2 separate regions of the Danio rerio genome follow, and region 1 is linked to region 2. The links are chromatin contacts, called in public Micro-C maps. All regions are on one chromosome and are shown on one strand. The core of a region is the stretch at or near the end of the contact, and the rest is flanking DNA. Distances in the headings are between cores, read along the strand shown. Region 1 holds the start of nos1apa (nitric oxide synthase 1 (neuronal) adaptor protein a). Region 2 holds the start of uhmk1 (U2AF homology motif (UHM) kinase 1).

Region 1 (7,708 bases), core at 1,377-3,876, 260 kb before region 2:
ACTTGTTTGTAGTCATGTTGCATTTCCAGTTAAACACTTAAGTGTTTAAGTAGGCGTCAAGAGTGTTTATAGAAGTTTTTAACACATAATGGGAGACAGTAGAGTGTTATAAAAGTGCTCACATGGCTTTATTTTGATTTTCAATACTTTTAAAATATTTTAAAATAAACTGTTGAAATGTTTACAATTTAATGATTGCAGTGCTTCTAACCAACATGGAAAGCATCCATATATTGATAAAAGTCAGTTGTAACTAATTTACACAATACATATTTTCATCTTTGGAGAAAAAAAAAACAGCATTTTTCGTTCATTAATTAATTAATTAATTAATTAATTCATTCATTCATTCATTCATTTTCTTTTCAGCTTAGTCTCTTTATCAATCTGGGGTCACCACAGTGGAAGGAACCGGCAACTTATTCACCATATGTTTTACACAGAGGATGCCCTTCCGGCTGCAACCTATCACTGGGAAACATCCATACACACTCATTCACACACAAACACTATGGCCAATCTAGCTTATTCACCCGTCTTTTGACTGGTGGGGGAAATCGGAGTACCCGAAGGAAATCCACATGAACATGGGGAGAACATGCAAACTCCATACAGAAATGCCAACTGACCCAGCCAAGGCTCGAACCTTCTTGCTGTGAGGTGATCTGGCTACCCATTGCACCATCATGATGCCCGTAGCATATTTTGTTTTGATACCAAGTTATTTGTAATTTCAGATTTAGCATAGTGGAAAGTTTTGCCTGACATGATCTTCTCAAGGAAAAGTTTAATTAATATGTATTAATATGTATTGTAATCTATAGTGTTAAAATATGTAACCTAGCAATACGTGAAAGAACACTCTGTTACATTTTTAAACTAAAGAGCCTTTTGTTCAATGTAAATGTTCAATGGGCTTTATGCACAGATAGAGTGTTTCAGCCAATGATGAACTTCCGGTAAAAAGCTTGAAAGCTTTATGTGACTATTATCAATTTCATAAGGTTTCTTTTACAGCATAAATGCTGTAATGTAATTCAAATATAATCAGTTAAATAGACTTAAGCATCCATTTTGGTTGTTAACCGTTAAAAGATATGAAAGGCTGTTTAAACGCAGGTGTTGTCATTAGCAGCAGGCTAGCACAGAAAACCCATTGAAAATACAGGAGTAAAATAAATTTTCATATTTTAAAGACATGCTGTAGAAAAATAGGAAAAATTTAATGCAGTGTTTCTTGTTAGGTCTGATACCCACTTTATCCACTTAAGATCACAGTGTTTTAAAGACATCAGACCTTAAACGCAGCGATTTTGTATAGGATGACAATTAACCAGAAGCCCTGAGGCTGGCTTTCTGAAATTAAAAGTCTGTGTGCATATTCCCCATTGGATGAGAAAGATTCTTTATGGAACCATAAGCACCAATACAGGACCTTTATTTTAAAGAGCAAAATGTATTTAGTTATTTTAAAATATAATTAATTAATTAATTTATATGGTATCAAAGCACTCAAACAAAATGTATATATTTGAATAATGGTTAGCCTGTATGAACAGATTAAAATGAAAAGTTTTAGTTTGACCATAATATAGCCTAACATAAACTGAAAATATTTAAGTTGAGGAAACAATAAAAGTTTGAAACAAGCCATAATTAAACTGAAAATGAATTGTTTTTTCTTTCATTTATATTTTATTATAAAGACCTCAAAACATACAAAATACTGTAAACACAGAACACAAAAGGAAATTAAACATAAATTGAAATAGCAATGATCAGAGTAACAATGATTTATATAGTATGTAGCATTCATAGTCATAATGTTGATATTACATTATAATAATAATTATAGCAACAAATTAATAGTGATGATAAAGGTAATATTATGTGATGAAAATATTGATGCCAATAATAATACAGGCAATAATAATAATAATAATAATAATAATAACAATAATAATAATAATAATAATAATAATAATAGTAATAATAATAATAATAATAATAATAATAATAATAATAATAATAATAATAATAATAATATTAATTTAACAGTACTGAGTTGCAGCTGGAAGGGCGTCCGCTGTGTAAAACATAAGCAGGATAATTTGGCGGTTCATTCCACTTTAGCAACCCCTCATGAATAAAGAGACTAAGCCAAATAAAAAATGAATAATAATAATAATAATAATAATAATAATAATAATAATAATAATAATAATAATAATAATAATAATTATATGACACCTAGCCATCAACAATCAGTGAACATTTTTTTCCTTCTCCCTTCTTCCCTTTCGCGATGTTTATTAATTCCCTTCAGAGAAAGCTTAATTTATGCAACTTTTAAATTACCTTTAAGAAGCAACATGTGGTAAAAAGTATAAAATGAACTGCCAACTTGCCTCAGCTTGTATCCACATAGAACCGCTCTCTGCCACTAGGTGTCATTCTCCGCTCTTCCTGCACGCCACTGTTGGGTGTTGAACGTTCGCGAGGTGTCTTTCTCCTCCTCCAAACCTGTGATGAAGCCGTGTTCCAATGAAAGCAGGTGGAATTCCCCCTTTCAGCCAATGGCGCTCTGCCCTCGCAACAATCCTTTCGAAAAAGGATGTGTGGGCTAGGTTATGGCGCTGGCGTGAAGTTGTTGGAAACGGACAAGCCCAGGAAGCAGGATTCTGGCACTGCCACACCAGCTAAAGCTTAGGGCTGCCCTCTTGAATGGGAAAGAGTGGGCAGATCGTTCACATTTGATCAAACGCAACACCTAGTGGAATTCACTTCGGCGACGTCGGGTTGAAAATAGTGATTTCTACAAAAGTTGCTCTGTCAAAAGCAAGCACGCCTGGGAAACCAAGAGTTACCTCGGGCTAAAACAAGACATGGACCGCAAGAGTTAGACTGAGTTCTGGCTCCCCCCGAGCTGTTTGTGTTTTTTAACCGAGGAGAAAGACCTAAAACAGACACCATGCCTGCAAAAACAAAGTACAATTTAGTCGATGATGGACACGATTTACGGATTCCTTTACATAACGAGGAAGCCTTCCAGCATGGCATTAATTTTGAAGCAAAGGTAACGTGAATTTATTTTTCACCACTGTTTATTTACATTCTGCTGCATGCGCTGTTTTAGTACCAGGACACATTTAAAGTTGTTTTGCTATTGTTTCTTACTTGTTTACAATCCGTACTGTCTGTTTGAAACACCTTAAGCTTCACTAAGCCAAAGTTGTCGACAGGAGATTAATGCATACCGTTTGCTTTGATTTCCAGTATATTGGTAGTCTGGATGTGGCTCGACCGAATAGCCGTGTGGAGATTGTTGCGGCCATGAGGCGAATAAGGGTGAGTTGTAATGTCACCGGTTTACTTTAACGCTTTCCCAAAGGAGACAAAGATGATAAACGTCAGTATTTGTATGTATAGAAGTGGCTTTTTTTGGTTCTAAAGCGTTGTGACTCATGCCTGTGTTCCGCACGGGTGGTCTTCATGCCTCGAGCAACAATCAAAATACAAAAGCAGAACAGATCAATGAGCAAATTGCTTACAAAATAAAAAGGTGGGATACTGATAGCCCTGTCAGAGGTGCTTTGATACACATACAGCAGTTCTGTAAGTTACTTCGCCTTTAGCTACCGCAGTGTTTGTGGATTTTCATGTGTGTAAACAGAGAAGAGCCCTTTGAAGTGGGGGTCTTCTGCGTAAAGCACTTAAAGGGCCAGTTTTGGCGCCCACCAACCATGCCTGGTGAAAATGCTCTGGTTTTCTATGTGGCTAAACCCCATCATAGGCTGTTTTTGCTGTCATTTTGTTGTGTCATTGCGTTTAAACACAACTGTTGAAAGTCGTTATTAATCTTGTAGTAACAATATAATAACTGGTTCATCTAGCTGTGTTCTAAATTACAGGATCCCTATGGTTTTTACAGTTTTCCACATTGAGCAGGGGGTATTTGTAAAGCCAAATGCTTCAATTTAAACACATTTTTATTATTAATCTGTATATATTTTTGATTGTCCGGCAACTGCATCAGAAGCTAAAAGATTGTGTTCCATGCATCAAATTTAGTAAATAAACTGTCTGTTTTAAAATTTTGGATAACTTTTGTGAAAGTAAAATATCAAATTATTGGAAAAGTAATGTTTCACTGTAATTCAGTGTACATTTACATACAAACTTACACATTATATGCATTTTAAAGCTGTTTATTCTTTAAAGCTTATAATCCCCTGTTGATGTTTGAGGTTGCAATGTTTTTTATACATATTTTTGGGTCCCACTCTATATTGAGGGTCCTTAACTACTATGCACTTACATTGGAAAATAAGTACAATATATTTGTTGTGTTCATATGGTATTTCAGAACACTTCTCGTGCTCTTGAAGTTAGGGACAGGTTTGGCGGTACGGGTATAAGTTAAAGGTTGAGTTTAGGTCAACATGGTTAACAGAAATTAATTACAAGTGTAATTACATGCAGGCACTTATTCAATAATAAGTACAATGTAAAAACATGTATTTACACAATAAGTAATTGTAACAAATTATTATCAAGTACATAATAATGTGACCCCTTTTTCTGTCCATTTTTACTTAATGGTATAATGTGGTCTGAAGTATAATAAACCATATTTTTAAAAAATGGGATAAGCATAGCATGGAATTACTAACCTGCTATTCCCTTTCGTTGGTAGTTTTACAATTCTCTGAGTTTGAAGTTCAGGTTACCCTGTTGTTGTTAGCTGTATTAATGGTAGGTTCTCAACATTTAGTGCCTTATTACTGGAAGGGAGTTTTTTATTTTTTACCTGTTGTAGATATCTACTTCCTTTTTTCTAAAATGTTTTGCAATTTAGGTTTATGACATTTACAGTACAACTTAATTAAGGGAAGTGTGTTGTAAGATGTTAAAAGGCTTTTTTCCCCTCAACATCCTGTTTTCCAGCCTGGCAGCAGACACCAGGTGCAAACGATCCTATTAACCTTTTCAATTTACTGGACCCCTGCAATTATCTCCTGGCTTAACGGGCAACCATGTATCTAGCCATGCAGAGAAATACAGCCTGTTAAAACTTTTTACAGAAATGTTACAAAAAACTAACCATCGTGTAGTGGTTCAAACAGTGGAAGCATTGTTTGAGCTTGGACCTGACTGCCCTACAAAGACAAATTACAGTAACTATGACAACGCAGAAACTGAGACTTTATTTTTTGATTGACTTCATATCAGTTTTCACACTTTTTAAAACAATATGAATGTCACCACTTAAAAGTTAAGACATCAAGCTTTTTTGCTTGTTAAAAATGACCAAATTAGCAGATGTTTGTAGCTACTACACTGAATTGTGCTCTGCAGAATATTGTGAGTTATGACTTTCTGAACCATGTATTTAAACCTTATGTACTGTTGGGGATGTTTTTATCCCCGCTGGGTTGATTTTTGATTATTAATTTGGCCATAACTTTTTTTTGCTGTGTTTCAGCTAGCAGAATGACACATATTTCAAGAAAAGGCTTTGAATTAAAAACAAAATGACCACCCTTTTGTTTTGTTGGGGATGCAAACATAAACTAAATTAAACTGCTGTAATTAATTTTTTTTTGCATAAATCTGTTTATCTACCTCACAAACCCCACAAAATTGCGTATTTTCAATTTAAAAAGTAATTGTTGACTAGATTTATAAAAAATCTTTTATCGAAGTCTTGGACATGTGAAACAACATTGCCCTTGTTGCATTGTTTTTGATTAATTTTCATTTTGTTCTTCCTAATTTACTGCTGGTGGCTTTTTTGCCCCATTGACTTCCATTATAACCACATTTTTTTTTATTACAAAACCATGACACCATATAATCATGCATTTTTGATTGTTGGTGGTTTTGTTGAAAGGGTTACATTTTGTAATGTTTACTGTTGGTCATCATCAGCATTAACCTTTTAGATAGGCCTGTGCAATAAAAGGTTAGTTTCTGAATACTCTTTATATGGAGTATAAAGTGTGTCTGTGAGTGTGTGAGAGTGACCTTTATGCACTGACCTTGATGTGTCTGAGAAAATCAAAATCAGGACTGAGGATGATTAACAGATTTATCCCAAAAAAAAAGCATGAATTTGAAGGAAAAATTTTGACAAAATGCTGAAATGTATTTTTGCGGGCAGTTTGTCAAGCGGCTTCTCTGTATTGTTACTGTCAATTGTTTATTTGCCTGCTGTTCATTGCTATTGTGCACATTTTTTTTACAACATCATGACACACAATAATACGCTCCAACATAAAACATTTCCGTTAGTCCAAATAATCACTCAACAGCTTCAGAATGCTGATTTGTCATTTCCAAAATGATGATTTTGATGTGAAAGCTCAATGCAAAGAGTGCAGTGCATGATGATTCAAAATATAATTCTAATTTCAGTGCTTTTTTTGTTCGCTTTGTAAGATTGTACGATGTGGTGTCTATAAATGAAAGCAGAACCTTTTCAATGGCTGTCTGAAGTCATTTCTTTTTAATCTGCCTTTGATCTTAATTGCCATCACCCAGATAAAGGAATGTGGGATGAAGAGATCCGGTGATTTGTGACTACATTGGGTTTAACTTGAATCAGATAATGTAGAAGTGGAAATATTGAGGTGGGATCAGGTGTTTCGGATGCTTTGGTCAATGGTTATGTAAAAAAAAAACAAAAAAAAACACAGGCTCTCTAGTTGGCAGGAAGGGGTGATTAAGAGTCCATAGGGGAATTAAAAGCTTGAAGTCTACAATCACTGGCAATTTTCACCACACCCAGATCCCATTTAATGAGCTAGAGCCTGAAATGTTTGTAGCCTATTGCCATGTTTTATTTGGTACAAAGAATAGGGTTGGGTGATTATTCAAAGGTGACTTTCATGCGCATTTTGTCCAGTTAAGTCAGTTCTGTTAAATCTCATACGCACTATGGCTGCATGATTAATTGAACATAAGATTGCAGTTCAGCAAAAGTTGTAATTGTTGTGCATTTTTGGGCTCTGTGATCACCAGTAAATCTGCTCCAAAAGCCCCCAAAAATTTAGGCAACTATTTGCAATAGCCTTTTAAGTATTTCAAACACATTTTATTTTAGTTTGTCCTTACTTAATAGACTTTGAATGTTCTCAACTTGCACTTTTAAGGAACATCAACTCAATTTTATTAGTTTTAAACTTGTAGTTTTAAGTTTTTCAAACCTGTTTTTTTAAGTAAAAATGTACTTATTTTTTGTAATTGTCCACAAAGTATTTTAAGTAACTAATATTCAGTGAAATTTGTGCTTTTAAGTAATGCTAACATAATTTCATTATTTTTCTACCTATATATTTTTTTCCAACTAGTATCAAAGAATAAATACAAAAACAGTCAAATGCATTTATTCAATTGAAAAACTTTTTTTTTACAGTATTACAGAATTAATTTAACAGTACATTTCTTATTGCGAGTACTTTTATAGATTTTTAACCTGACAATCACACAACTAAAAATCATCTTACTGAATGATGTATTGCAATCATCCGACTGAAGTTATGAGGTGAGTTATTAAATGTGGTATTTATTAAATGTTTTAAAACTTATTGTGGTATTCACATGTTTTACATGTAGCAACAACACAGAACCATAAATCATTAAAAGGCAACACAAACAGTTAAAAAAAATCACAGAATGATTATCTTTAATTACAGCAACACGCCAA
Region 2 (6,706 bases), core at 2,600-5,099:
TGAGTTTCATTCCTGAGTACATCTCCAGCAGGACGATGCCCAGACTCCACAGATCCACAGCGGTTGTGCAGCCAGAGTCACTCTCCACACCTGCCTGTGCCAGTGAGTTCTGCAGCTCAGCTTCAGGAGCCCGGTATCCATCTGTCTGGATATATTTCACATCCTGTGATGAGACAGACAAGAACCACAAACCTATAATACTAGAGGCACATTGATAATACGCTGCCATTCAAATGTGTAAGGCCACACATTTTAATTAATGTTTTATTTAGCAATTCTATTTCAAATAGCAAACATTTGATTTATTCAATTAATTATATTTTGTTCAATAATTTATTCTGGAAAAAAATGTTTTTGAAAGTATAAAAAAATATATTTCATGTATTTGTTGAAGTTATAGATGATATAATTTTAATATAGAATATTGAACAGTAAAAAAATATATATGTTATGTTCCACGTTAATTGTATGAGTATTTATTTTTTTCACCCTCCTCTCTCCACTTTTAGGTTGTTTATTGGTTCAGGTGCCAGTTCCACCAATCCCCGGACAGCCTCTCTTTAAATGAGAATTTAAAGATTGTTTTGTCATTTTTAGTCTGTGATTTATTACCTCAACTTTTCTGATGTAATTCAAGTTTTCTTGTTGAACTTTGTTGCCTTTAAGTAAATGCTTTGGTTGTTGTGATACTAAACTGAGCAATAGAATATCTTTGTTAGGTTTGCTTTAGTTTAGCTTGTTTATGTTAGATTAGCTTGAATGTTTTTCCATCTGTGTAATTTTGAGATTTGTAGTTTAATTCGTTTAGATCGAGTGTCGTGTGCACTGAAGATATCGGGTTTTATTTCATAATTTATTTTTGTCGCCAAGTTTAGATGTTAGATATAAGGATTGTTTTGTTAATTTCTTTGATTTGGATTACACTTATTGTCTTTGTTTATAAAATAATTTTGTAAATGTTTTTTTTCTTGTTTTATTGTCATATATTTTGCTTAATCCACTGAGAAGAAACTGCTTTAACTTAGAACCGATTCCTGCCTCATCTTTGATCTGTCACACACATTACATCTCACCTAAATGTTAAAGCATCCTTTTTAAATATTATAAACCCGTAACAATTTTTAAAATGTACTTAATATTAAACAATTGCAAACTATTATTTTGTCAAAATATTAATTAAATGAATCAATTATGTACTTGCATAAATGCCATAGATTGTTTAAATAATTTATTATAATAGAATAATAGAATAGAATATTATTATGTATGAAAATTTTAGCTGAAAATTTATTATGCTGAAAATTGAGATTTGACATCCTAAAACATTTTAAACTATTAGATGAAATAATTATTCAATTTGTTTTATTATATTTACACAGCACTACCGTGCATCAGATCAACAAAAAGTCTTTGTAAGCATAACATACTATTTTCAAAATGACCCCAAACATTGAAATGGCAGTGCTTGTTTGTTCGTTCATTGAATGATTTTGACAGCAAATGCTAATGTGTCTGCAGCAGCTTGTTTCAACTTGTCACCTGATGCCCTTCTTTAAAGCTAAGGCCGAAGTCGATGAGTTTAAAGCACTCATCATCAGCGCTCCAGAGGACGTTGCGGGGCTTGAGGTCTGCATGGACGAAACCTTCTCTGTGCAGGAAGGTCAGAGACTCCAGAACGTCCCGGGCGCAGTGCTGAATCAACCACATGGAGTGTCCCTGATTACTGGCCCGGACCAGCAGCTCAGACACGCTCACATCCAGCAGCTCCAACAACAGGCAATGAGTAGCCACACCAAAGGGGTTATGATTGGTAAACATCCCATACAGCGTCACTAGAGACACAACAAAGAACATTTGGATCTTCTGGACTCATTTACAGTATTCATAGTATATGTATAGTTCGTATAGTTAGATTAACACTCTGGTATGTTAGTTATTTATAGGTTTAAAATAGCTCTTACATCAAGTGTTGTGTTCAAAATTATGATTGTTTAGTTATGTAGCATTGTGACCCTTCAAGACACATTTCATTCCACTGTATGTCCACACATGTAGTGAAATGACAATAAAGATTAACTTGACTCAGCCGTTTTAATGGAGAAGTTTTCCTCTTGCGAACTATTAAACATATTGTAAATGTGGGTCACCCCTTCATAAGCATTTTTCATGCATTTATGCAAGTATACCTTTTTTTGTTTTGTACATAGGAATGTGTCACTTTTACTACTTTTTTTCCCTGGACAAAAAATTGTGTCATTTTATTATGACTCACAAAATATGTGTTAAAAAAATTTGCTTTAAAATCACTTTCACACACAATTTAGCTTAACCTATTTAATATAACCAGGTACACTTTTTTTTATAAACACAGGTTAGACAGAGTATGTTAATTGTTCAACATAAAAATACATGTTTTATATAAATTTACCATAATACCTCAACTACAACACTAGACCAGATATGGCCAAACTAGGGCCTGTGGGCCAAAGTTAGCCCTTGGCAACCTCTGATTTGGCCCACCATCCTATCTAAGAACAGAGGGAGAATGATAGGGATGGTTTTGAGACTGTCAATTCAAATTGAATATAACCCTTGTTTGTTTGCTTTATTGTTAAAAGCTACCTGAAATTAAAGGTTTCAATTAAATGTTGTAAATTAATCAGATTATCTTTGGTGAGTAAATCAAGTCAAAAGCCGATTCTGCTGTTAAAAATGTGATTGTTTTATTGCAAGTAGTTGTAATTTAACGTTATACTGCATTAGTTAATGCAATTTAAAGTAATGTTTTAGGAAATTACACATGGCAAATTTAATATACTTTGGTATATTTACCTTGGTATAAGTTGCCCACGGCCCTTGATACTAAAAAATGTGGGCACCCCTGCATAAGACACATTCAATATGCGTTCTATGTAATCAAAAAACTTTTTTATATACATATATTTTAACAATAATTTGCAGTCAGTACTACAGTTTATCTTTCAGAGCTGTTTAAATCGATGGCTCTCAATTATTTTGACTACAAAATCGCCTTCTGTCCTAGAAAATATTAGGTCCCCATGTAATAAACTTATTCTTTAATATTTAGATTACGCTGTTAAAAACAAACAACTTGCAGAATCTCCTGGAAGTTGAACATTAGTAGAGTAGTCCCTTCCCCCTGCTTCAAACATACGTGTCTTAGCTTAATTTACCGATATTCTTATGTCCCTGAATCTTCTCCAGCACCGAGCTCTCCTTGAGGTACCCGTAATCTCCACCTTGCGGGTCCACCTGAAACTCCTTTACAGCAGAAGTGGCCCTTCCGGAGCTCACACGGTAGACCGAGGCCGAGACGCCCTGACCCAACCGAGCCTGCACGTTCCAGATCTTCCCGTAGATCTCAAATAACGCCGGGCTCGTCTTCTGCTCCGCGGCCGCTGAAGTCACCGCCATCGCAGGTGAGCTGACATTTGGACTGGACATTTTTGCACTAGAGCCAGAAACGCAAGCCATAAGCAATATCAACGATAATCAGAGTTAAATTGTGTCAGGTTTATAAGTGGTGTGTGCTCCATCCGTAACCCTTTGCAGAAACTTTATTTAGTTGAAATGATCTTTGCATAGTGGTTTTCTGCAAGCCAGAGTTTACAGCTAACGACCACCAACTGCTGACGAACGAAGGTTTAAATGGCATATTTTAACGCGAACAAACTAATTTTTGAGCTCTACCTCAGCATAGTCGGATCTTAAAGATCCGAAAAGCTGATGTGCGTTTATAAAACACACAGCAGATCCATTTACCCCAGCTCAGGAGGACCGAGTTCGGACATTTTTGCCACTGTTTTGGTGGCCATGATACCGGAAGTGACGAGAAAGCAAAAGTAGAGTTTCCTACAATCTTGCTAATCAATATTATTTGTAATTGTTATATTTACAAATATAAGCTCACCAGCATTTGCATTTTTTAACATGCTTCCACTTCAGTAAATATAAAAACACTGTTTTTTTGTATTTTCTTTTATTTTTCAATATAAATATAATATTTTGTACACTATTTATCATTGCTGCTATGGATGTTTTTAAAATTTATTAAATTCATTTCTTAATTAAAATTGTTAATACTGAAATTAATTACAGTATTAATTAAAATTGTTAATTAATACTGCCTAAGTTGGCATTAAGGGCAGTAATTTAGTATGATTAAATTTGACTCTACAGGAAGATAAATTGTATTGGTTGGTTTTATCATAAAGTATATATATATATATATATATATATATATATATATATATATATATATATATATATATATATATATATATATATATATATATATATATATATATATTTCTCCCCCCATGTCTAGTTCAGCAAGTCCCGCCCTTCTCCTCTACAACATTGGTTAGGACTATATGAATGGCATTTCGATTGTTTAATCACAAACTACGACAACGAATTAAGCACTTGTCCTACTGTAATATGGGCGGGCAAAATATCGCGTTTGATTTGACTGTGAGGTGGTGTTTCCGTGTGTGTCCTGCCACGTCAGACTGACGGATACCGAAGGAGGATCCCTGGCAGCGAAGGCGGTGCTCGTAGAGATGTAGCCGTGTCTCTAGTCCTGCTACTGAACCGAAAGGGAAGTACTGAGTGACCAGCAGCCGCTCCGAAGGTAATAGTATTCTGATATTGTTTAATAAGCATTCATTAAACATTTCGTAAGTTGATTATTTATTGACGGGAAGTTGAACAGTTGTCAAGCTGGCACGGCGGGCGACTGTGACGATATCCACGCAACTCTTATCAAGGACTAACGTTACCAGTGTATCGATTTTAGGGCAGAGAAAGGTCATTTTTAGGAACTGTTACATCTTAATGCTATATATTTCGTTTTACGAAAGGCTGTGGCAAATATTGAACCTTTGTTGCTAATAAATAAGTTATTTTCATTCATTTAAATTAAACAAGCTGGCACAAGGTGAATTGTATTAAACAGTAACGTAATAGTCATTTATGAAGCAGGTGTGATCCTTAATCTGAAATAGATAATGGTTTTAATGTTTTATCAAACTTAATAGCCCTTCAAATGACCAGAATTGATGTATGTTGTTTTCATGCCAAACAAAAATGATGTTATGCTGACCTTAAGACTTGGACTACCCTGAGTTTATATGACTGAGCACGTACACACAGTGTAGTTATCAATTTATGGATGGGATAAGATGGGTGGATCTGCCGGGAGTTCCAGAGACTCTTAGATAATCAGTGTCACTTCACTTCTTCCTCTGTCCCATCACAGACTCGTCCAGACTTGACAGACCATGGACATCCACAAACTGGCTGAGAGACTCGCTAAAGCCGGACAGTCTCATGTCATCCAGTTTTGGGACCAGCTCAGCCCTGAGGAACAAGGTGAGATGAGTCTCGACCTGGAGAGCATGAACTTCCTGGAGATTAATAACTTCTTTAAGTCGGCCATGAAGACGTCTGGGCAGAGCTCACAGGAGAAGGTGGACACCAGGATGGAGCCAGTGCCCAGAGATGTTTTAGGGAGCGTGACACGTGATCGTGAATGTCTCAAAGAATGGGAAAAAGAGGGTGAGTTCAGATATTTTCATGTTTTATGGAACTTAAGCTTAATCACTTCTTAGTGCCATCCATACTTTAAGGAAAACCTAAGATGTTTTGCTGGTTAAAGTTGGTTTATCTCTCAGCCACTATATGGCCAGATGATCAGTCAGATTACAAATGGAGAGCAAACTACCAGCTTTAACATCTAACTTTCTGTTGACATTGACTGAATCATAGCAAGTTCAGTTTCATTTGTGTTAAAGTGATTATTGTTAGTCTTTGTTGAACAGAAACTAATGTTACTAAGAAATATTTCTCAGGAAAATACAATGAATGTTGCAATACCCTCCCCACCCTGATGGACTCCACAGAACCAGATTTAAGAAATCATGACCCCCTGAAAGATAAGAAATCAACCCTAAAAAGAAACTCTGAAATAACAATAGGTCATTAGAAAAACAGCAGGTTTCAGTGTTGAAGAAACTATGGTTTGTCCCAGTGGTCCATTTTTTTGGGGAGTGGGATAATGCTCCAAAAAGGATTGAACACATCTGGTTCTGGTTAGATTTGACGTACTTGCTTAGCTGAAGTCATGCTGAGATCATTCAGCATCACATCATCTATAGTTAGGCCATGTTTCAATGCTAGGGCACTATAAAATCCATTTATTTGTTTCCACAAATGCAGTACTATGGAGTTCCAAATTATTATTGTCATTTTTGTTTAAAGCAATTGCGTACTTCATTTTAATAATAAATAAAAGTTTTGTAATCAGAAAATTATATAAAATTATAAAACTTGGACATTTATACAAGTACTAATATAATTACATTTTTTTGTATATAATTGTATTTGTATCTTTAAAAAAAGTAAAAATAAATTCTTCATTTTGGAGTTATCCTGTTAGGTACATTATTCTATACATTAGCAATATGTCTCTTTTACTATCACAATTTCTTAATCCAAATAAATAAATAAAAGTGCTCATGAAATATGTTAGCAGCTCTAGAGATGAAGTTCAAGTGTTCATGTCCTCAAATAGCAAACAACAGATGCAGAAAACACAAGTGAAGGAAACAAAACCCAGACAATGATTCAGAACGACATCCATATGTCCTTACTAAGTAGTCTTTTTCTAGTTTAATATTAATAG

Evidence for each region. Hi-C and Micro-C count contacts between places; a contact is called where the count stands out from the background.
Region 1: a contact with region 2 is called in a Micro-C map of caudal fin, with 4 times the contacts expected there. The contact joins the promoter of nos1apa here to the promoter of uhmk1 in region 2. A contact is called at or near these places in 5 of 18 Hi-C or Micro-C datasets (caudal fin, embryo, hematopoietic stem cells and 1 more) and 2 of 4 datasets of contacts at active chromatin or transcription factors (caudal fin and pancreas).

Annotation. Positions count from the first base shown.
Region 1 is chr6:37,854,031-37,861,738 of GRCz12tu, reverse strand. It overlaps nos1apa (nitric oxide synthase 1 (neuronal) adaptor protein a), which reads left to right and starts at 2,626. Exons shown (of 10, transcript XM_021477186.3): 1 at 2,626-3,076; 2 at 3,277-3,348. The coding sequence starts at 2,972.
Region 2 is chr6:37,598,912-37,605,617 of GRCz12tu, reverse strand. uhmk1 (U2AF homology motif (UHM) kinase 1) reads right to left here and starts at 3,849. Exons shown (of 8, transcript NM_001076659.2): 1 at 3,195-3,849; 2 at 1,540-1,832; 3 at 1-163. The coding sequence starts at 3,465. uap1 (UDP-N-acetylglucosamine pyrophosphorylase 1) reads left to right here and starts at 4,521. Exons shown (of 10, transcript NM_212621.2): 1 at 4,521-4,654; 2 at 5,282-5,580. The coding sequence starts at 5,304.